Regions from separate parts of the Sus scrofa genome. Here region 1 is linked to region 2. Evidence: chromatin contacts called from public Hi-C data. All regions are on one chromosome and are shown on one strand. The core of a region is the stretch at or near the end of the contact, and the rest is flanking DNA. Distances in the headings are between cores, read along the strand shown. Region 1 holds the start of LOC100152714 (carbonic anhydrase 13). Region 2 holds the start of RMDN1 (regulator of microtubule dynamics protein 1).

The links. A called contact is a pair of places that touch in the nucleus more often than the background predicts.
Region 1: a Hi-C map of skeletal muscle shows a contact between it and region 2, with 3 times the contacts expected there. The contact joins the promoter of LOC100152714 here to the promoter of RMDN1 in region 2. A contact is called at or near these places in 3 of 47 Hi-C or Micro-C datasets (heart right ventricle, liver and skeletal muscle) and 1 of 2 datasets of contacts at active chromatin or transcription factors (alveolar macrophages).

Annotation. Positions count from the first base shown.
Region 1 is chr4:51,466,542-51,470,427 of Sscrofa11.1, reverse strand. LOC100152714 (carbonic anhydrase 13) reads left to right here and starts at 1,457. Exons shown (of 6, transcript XM_013996643.2): 1 at 1,457-1,575. C4H8orf59 reads right to left here and starts at 1,274. Exons shown (of 4, transcript XM_005662997.3): 1 at 932-1,274. The coding sequence starts at 1,036.
Region 2 is chr4:50,343,324-50,347,238 of Sscrofa11.1, reverse strand. It overlaps RMDN1 (regulator of microtubule dynamics protein 1), which reads right to left and starts at 2,353. Exons shown (of 9, transcript XM_021089160.1): 1 at 2,114-2,353. The coding sequence starts at 2,242. It overlaps CPNE3 (copine-3), which reads left to right and starts at 1,839. Exons shown (of 16, transcript XM_021089156.1): 1 at 1,839-2,022.

The DNA of each region.
Region 1 (3,886 bases), core at 208-2,707, 1.1 Mb before region 2:
TTGAGATCAGATCTGAACCAAGCCTGGGGATGAAGGTTCTATCCCCAATCCAGCATAGAGAGTTAAGGATTTGGTGTTGTGGCAGCTGCAGCTTAGGTGGCAACTGCGACTTGGATCTGATCCCTGGCCTGGGAACTCCATATGCCTCTGGGAGGCCAAAAAATAAAATAAAATAAAATAAAATCCTCCAATGGTTCTTCCAAACCACAAGAAGCAATATGCTTTGTCCTGGCTCTAGCATAAATCTGTCAAAGGTATCCCCTGCTCCTTCTCTATATCCACCTGGCCTAGTGCACTAATTATTCTTTGAAAACACTTTGCATGTTCTCCCTTTCTTTCTTTTGCTCACATCCTCTCTATTGACTGAAATGTATACTCTCCTTCAATGGTCAGCCTCAGGAAACTATTTAACAGAGACAGCAACCCCAATAGTGCTTTTGAACCCCCACAGCATTCTAATTAAAAAAAAAAAAGTGAACTGAGTAGAAAACACATGATCATTAAAGAAGCATAAAATACACATAATAAATCATCCCCAAATTAAATAATCCAAAATCCTTCCGATAAGTATCCAAGATCCAACCACTCACCTAGTATTCTTTAATACTACTAGCCAAGTGTGGTCAGAACTGATAATACTACATGTGAAATATACACAAACACAAGAAACATAATGGAAGGTGCTGTTACCAGCAGAATACAAGTAGGATCACAAGAGGGAAAGATCTAGTAGAGTTGGTGACTGGAGGAAATTTCCTGGAGAAGGTGATAGCCTATTTGGTGAGATTTGAGATTTTCTCTGACAACCACTTAGAAAATGATGACATGAGAAAAACCCCCTGTGGCTCAGCCACAACCCACCCGACTACTATCCATGAGGACACGAGTTCAATCCCTGGCCCTGCTCCGTGGGTTAAGGATCCAGTCTTGCCTTGAGCTGTGGCGTAGGTTGCAGGTGTAGCTCGGATCCCCTATTGCTGTGGTGTAGGCCAGCAGTTGCAGCTTCAGTTTCAGCGCCTAGCCTGGGAACTTCCATATGCTGCAGGTGAAGCGCTAAGACAAAAAAAAAAAAAACAGAGAAAACAACCAGACAACCAAAAACTAGTACCCTGCCATGGGCCGAAGGCCCAGCAGGCACGGGGATTCAGGTCTGGGCCTGCAGGCCTGGCCCAGAAGGGCTGCCTGAGCCATCCAGCGGCAGAACCAAGCGACCAAATCACAGCAGCCAAGCCAATCCTGTCCTAACACCCGGAAACCTCCTGCCAGCCCGCTGGAAAATTTCTTTATTAAACTCTCACCAGACTTCCGAAAGCCTCGTGCGGCTGCTCAAGCTCCAAGTGACGCCAACTGCCTGCGCCCGCATCCTGGAAGTTCCGGGGGAGGGAGCCAGTCAAAAGTCCTCATAGCGGTCGTAGTTCCGCCCACCGGGCAACGCCCCGCCCACAGAGCGGAATCCGGGGCCCTGAGATCATCCTTACGCGGAGATAAGCCCCACCCACCGACCTAGCCCCACCCACCGACCGGAGTACAACTCTCCAAGCTCAGCCCATACCCGGAGCGAAGCCCCGCCACCTGGTAAGCTTGGAGCGAAACCCCGCAGTAGGCGTGGTTCCGCCCACCAGCTGGTTCCCACCCCCCTTACGTAGTCCCGCCCACAGAGCCAACCCTGCCGCGGAGCATTCTCTCTTGAATGTCCCAAAGCCTCGCGGGTAGAGCGAGTTCCACCCGCCATGGGAAGTCCTGACCCATTAACATCACTTGCCTTGTGCTGAGCTGAGGACCTCTACTCGGCTGGAACCAAGCGTCGAATTCTCCGAGTGGGTAAATAGAAACCACCCAGGGTGTCTGAGTCTTCCGACCCACGGAGACTATAAGACCATAACCCTGGTAGTCTGTCCTCAGCGGTTTACTGCTAGCTGGTTCTGCCCACCCTCCCAGGAGGTGGCGCTGCGCACCTCTGGGTGGCGCCCAGGGCTTGATTGGGATCTAGAGCTACAATCTCCAAACGGAGAGTCTGTAAAGAGCAAAAAGTTGAAATACTTTTCTCACTGAAGTTTTCTTGCTTTAAAAAGATATGTGTGTATATATATATATATATTTGGTCTTTTAAGGCCGCACCCGCGGCATATGGAAGTTCCCATGCTAGGGGTCAAATCAGAGCTACAGCTCCAGCCTTAGGTGCATCTGCGATCTACTCTGCAGCTTGTGGCAACTGCGGGATCCTTAACCCAATGATCAAGGCCAGGGATGGAACCCCCATCCTCCTGGAGACTATGTCAGGTTCTTAGCCCCCTGAGCCACAACTGGAACTCCTGACATTTTTATATCACTTTTGTAACGTGCTTGAGTTTTGCTCATAGTATCAAAATAAGGCCAGAATACCACTCTCCTTTTGCAAGTGAGAATACTAAGGCTCAGCGTCTAAGCCATTTTCGGGTATCCACACAGCTAGTAACTGACAAAGCCAAACCAAAATCCATGTGGTCTAGCCCTCGGTTAAGTCCTCTTCCCGCCAAGTCAGTCGCCTGCTTGTAGACCGATGAGCCACTTTTACAGTAAATCATTTTATTTATATCAATCACAAAAAGTTAGGGAATACATTAAGGAATGAGGAATAATTACTTGTCAATGTATTTTTATTAAAATTTTGTATTTTTTCCTAAAGACTGATTTTTAAAAACACCTTAAAGTTCTGGTATAAAATGCCCCTAATGCATGGGGGCAGGACCAAAACAACACCAAAGCGACCGAAAAGCATTAGATTCTTTCACAAGGCTAGAGTTATCCACAAATACTGAAGCAAATAAAGCATGTATTATGATTCCGTGAATGTGAAGTTGTTGATATATATGCAGAAGACAAATAGTTGCAATGGAATGACATTATAGTGTCTATGAAAACTTATGGACCTAGCTTTAATCTTGAATAGTTGAGATAGAAATACACACTAGGAAATAACATGGTTGTACAGGCAAGAGCAGTGACATTATATGAGATATGAGTGAGGAGGCATGAATTTTTTTTTTTACTTCTGTCAACAACCAACAGTGTGTTGTGGAAATGTTACTTCATTTCTCTGGGCCTCCCTTTCCCATGTAGATGGCCATTCAGAGAACATTCATTATCTGCTCAGCATTCCTTTCTGGGGAACCACTCTTCTCCCATTAAATGGTCCTGGTTGAGCTAATAAAATTAGTCCTTTTCTGAAGGTTTTCCAACCTGAGCTAATGGAGAATACAGAGTGTTGGTTTTAGGGGAAAAAATCTGAAAAGGCCTTGTAGAAATAAAGCATGGCATAAGCAAGCTGTAAACCCAGAAATGGACTTGCTGTCCTTGTAGGAGTGGAGGTAGACCTGTATGAATAGAGAAGTCTGGGTGTGAAGATACTGTTGAAAATGAGGCTGGTAAGATGAGCTAATGAAGGGCCTTGATAACCAGGCAAGGTTTATTTTATTTTGATTTTTTTAATTTTTAATTTAATTTAATTTAATTTAATTTTTTTATTTTCCCACTGTACAGCAAGGGGGTCAGGTTATCCTTACATGTATACATTACAATTACATTTTTCCCCCCACCCTTTCTTCTGTTGCAACATGAGTATCTAGACAAAGTTCTCAATGCTATTCAGCAGGATCTCCTTGTAAATCTATTCTAAGTTGTGTCTGATAAGCCCAAGCTCCTGATCCCTCCCACTCCCTCCCCCTCCCATCAGGCAGCCACAAGTCTCTTCTCCAAGTCCATGATTTTCTTTTCTGAGGAGATGTTCATCTGTGCTGGATATTAGATTCCAGTTATAAGTGATATCATATGGTATTTGTCTTTGTCTTTCTGGCTCATTTCACTCAGGATGAGATTCTCTAGTTCCATCCATGTTGCTGCAAATGTC
Region 2 (3,915 bases), core at 1,104-3,603:
AAAATGCTCAACATTACCAATTATTACAGAAAGGCAAATCAAAACTACAATGAGGAGTCCTATGTGGTTCAGCGGGTTAGGAACCTGACCAGTATCCATGAGGATATGGGTCTGATCCCTGCCCTCGCTCAGTGGGTTAAGGATCCAGCAGTGCAGCAAGCTGTGCTGCAGGCTGCAGATGCAGCTTGGATCTGGTGTTGCTGTGGCTGTGGTGTAGGCTGGCAGTTCCAATTCGATCCTTAGCCCAGGAACTTCCACATGCTTTACATGCAGCCCTAAAACGAAAAAAGAAACTACAATGAGGTACCACTTCACACTGGTCAGAATGGCCATCATTAATAAATCCACAAATAACAAGTACTGGAGAAGGTGTGGAGAAAAGGGAACCCTCCTACACTGTTGGTGGGAATGAAACTTGATAAAACCACTATGGAAGACAGTATGAAAGATTCCTCAGAAAACTAATTATAGAACTACCATATGATCCAGTGATCCCACAACTAGGCATATATCCAGACAAAAGTTTCATTCAAAAATATGCACCCCTACGCTCAAAGCAGCACTATTCACAATACCTAAGACATGGAAACAACCTAAATGTCCATTGACAAATGAATGGATTAAAAAGATACGGAACATATATACAATGGAATACTGCTCAGCCATAAAAAAGAATGAAATGCCATTTACAGCAACATGGATGCAAATAAAGATTCTTAAACTAAATGAACTAAGTCAGAAGAGAAAGACAAACACCATGTGATATGCAATTTAAAATATGGCACAAGTGAACATATCTACAGAACAGAAACAGACTCACAGACAAGGAGAACAGACTTGTAACTCTCAAGGGGGAAAGGGGAAGGAGTGGGATGGAGTGGTAGTTTGGGATTAGTAGATGTAAACTATTACATTTAGACTAGATAAGCAATGATGTCCTGCTATATAGCACAGAGAACTATATCCAATCACTTATGACAGAACATGATGGAAAATAATATAAGAAAAAGAATGTGTATATATATATATTGATATATATATAAATCACTGGGTCACTCTGCTGTACATCAGAAATAGAACATTGTAAATCAACTATATTTTAATAAAAAATGTTTAATAAACTGAAAAAAATGGGCCCCAATGAGCCTTGCTTTCTAATATTCACTACCCTTAATTGTAACAGGCTGAACTTACTGACTCCCTTGGAAGAAAGAGAATATGCAGAAGTGAAAATGGAGTATTGGCTATTATTACCTAAATTATATCACATGCACGGATGCTCCATCTCACCTTTCAACCCCCTTTCAGAGATTAAACAAACCAAGGCCTAGGAATAGTCTAACAGACATGCCAGGAGCTCCCCTTGTGACTCATTGGGTTAATAACCCAACACAGTATCCCTGAGGATTCAGGTTCTATCCCTGGCCTTGCTCAGCAAGATAAGGATCTGGCTTTGCCACAGTGCAGTGTAGGTTACAGATGCAACTCAGATCCAGCATTGCTGTGGCTGTGGCATAAACTGGAGGCTGCACCTTCAATTCAACCCCTACTCCTAACCCAGGAATTTCCATATAACACAGGTACCGGAAGTAAAAAAAGAGAAATGCCAAAACTAGGATGACAATCCAACACCCCAACATACTTCCTTAACATTATGCAAATAAAATAAACTCAAACATAATTTTTAAAAGGAAATAATATAAAATCTTTCTGAATCCTAGAAATTTTCAAAAACCAAAACACCACAAACTTTTCAGAGTGCTGTTACTGTATACTGTATACGGCAATCATCAAAAACGAAAATTATCTCACAGGGGTCAAAGACCTTCCCTCCTACTGCTCTCTCCGTATTTGCACAGAAAAGATAAAGAGCAGAGTCTCCGGGTAGATGAGAGAGCTCCTCCTCCTCCGACCCCAGTTTTCAGAGAGGAAAAGGAGCCTTGCGAAAGGGAGAGGACTAGTCCGTCGCTTTCACCGGGGGCGTTCCTGGCACATCTGGCCCAAGTTCCTTCAGTTCCTAAGGTGAGGCCAGGCCACCAAGCCTGAAGAAGGAAGGGGCTGCCGGAGTCCAGCCGGTAGGGGAGGGAAGTGAGAGCCAGGACTGCGAGGGTACCTCAGAGCCGCGGAGTGGCCAAGGAACGCACCGCCCACGGCTGCCAGCAGCACCCGTCGGGAGCCGAAGTGCCCGCGCGGAGCTCCGTCCCAAAGGGAGCGAGCGCCAGAGTCGTAAGGTTAGCGCCATGATCTAAAAACCAGAGGCCTGACCCTTCACCCCCTGGGCTCGCTACCCAGCCGGGCGGAGATAAAGGAGTCACAGTCCTTCCCGAGAAAGCCCCACCGACTTCCGGGGCGGTGCCTCTTTAGCGCAGCAGCTTCCGGTCCACGGGTCTGGCGGGGGAGGGAAATAGACCGATTGGGTGGGACTTAGCGGCCGAGGGGACTGAGGTGGTAAGCGCCCTTCTGGCCGCTGGTTTATTGGCGCTCCTTGTGCAGACTGGGTCTCTTGGTTTTGGCAGGAGAGATCGCCAGAACAGACTTGAAAGCTGGGAAATAGGCCAGAGGATTTACGTATGCAAGAAAATAATGATTTGTTATTCTCTGCTGCCTTCAAAGATGAGCATTTTGGTGTGTTTTTTAGGAAATAATGCTTGGAAGTAGTAAACTGCTCCACCTAAAGAAGGAAATAGAAGAGACTGAGAGACTGGGGGGGGGGGAAGGGGAGTTTCCCAGGGAGGAGAGAGATGCCAGAAATGAACACAGAACCTGAAGCCCATGCTGGTCTAGTAAGAAAGCCTAGGGAGAGGAGGCCTCTGGACAGGAAGTTGACGCCTTGCTATGCTATGGCAAGTGTGAAATAAAACCCTTAGTTTCCCCTCAAAATATTAAGTAAGGTCGATATTACTTCTCACTGGCTTGGAATTGTTGTAGAGGGAATAAACAGGTTTTGAATCCTGCTTCAGAGTTGATGTTGGTGAAAACCCAAGCTGCAAACCTACTATATGGAATATATGGGGAAAAATTATGGGCAGTAAAGGAAGATATTGTTTTTTTAAATTAGGTTGCACTTATATAGTACTTTTAATACTACATAGTGAGTTAACACACACATTTCATTTGAACTTCCCAACTACCTTGTTAAGTAACTGGGGTCCCAAGTTAATAAACTCGTGAACTATAGCTCAAAGAGATTTATTAGCCCAGGACTCATAGCTCATAGGTGTTGGTAGAGTAGAATCCATATCTTCTAACTCCAAGTCCAGTGCTTCTATATGATTTCCTTTATGGTTTATCACAGGATACGGAATATAGTTCCCTGTGCTATACAGTAGGACCTTGTTGTTTATCCATCCTATATATAATAGTTTGTATCTGCTAACCCCAAACTTCCACTCCCAATCCTTCCCTCTCAAGCCACCCCCCAACCTTAGCAACCAGAATTCTATTCTCTATATCTGTAAGTCTCTGTTTCATAGATATGTTTATTTGTGTCATATTTTAGATTCCACATATAAGTGATACCATATGGTATTTGTCTTTCTCTAACTTCACTTACTATAGTAGTCCCTAGGTTCATCTACATTGATGCAAATGGCATAATTTCATTCTTTTTTTTGGCTGGTAATATTCCATTTTGTACATATACTAAATCTTCTTTATCCACTCATCTGTTAGTGGACATTTAGGTTGTGTCCATGTCTTGACTCTTGTAGATAATGCTGCTATGAACATAGGGTGAATGTATATTTTTAAGCTATACTTTTGTCTGGGTATATGTCCATTAGTGAGATTGTTGGACCATATAGAAACTCTGCTTTTAGTTTTTTGAGGGACCTCTGTACTGGTTTCCATAGTGGCTCCACCAATTTACATTCCAATTTACAGTGTAGGAGGATTTCCTTTTCTCCACACTCCCTC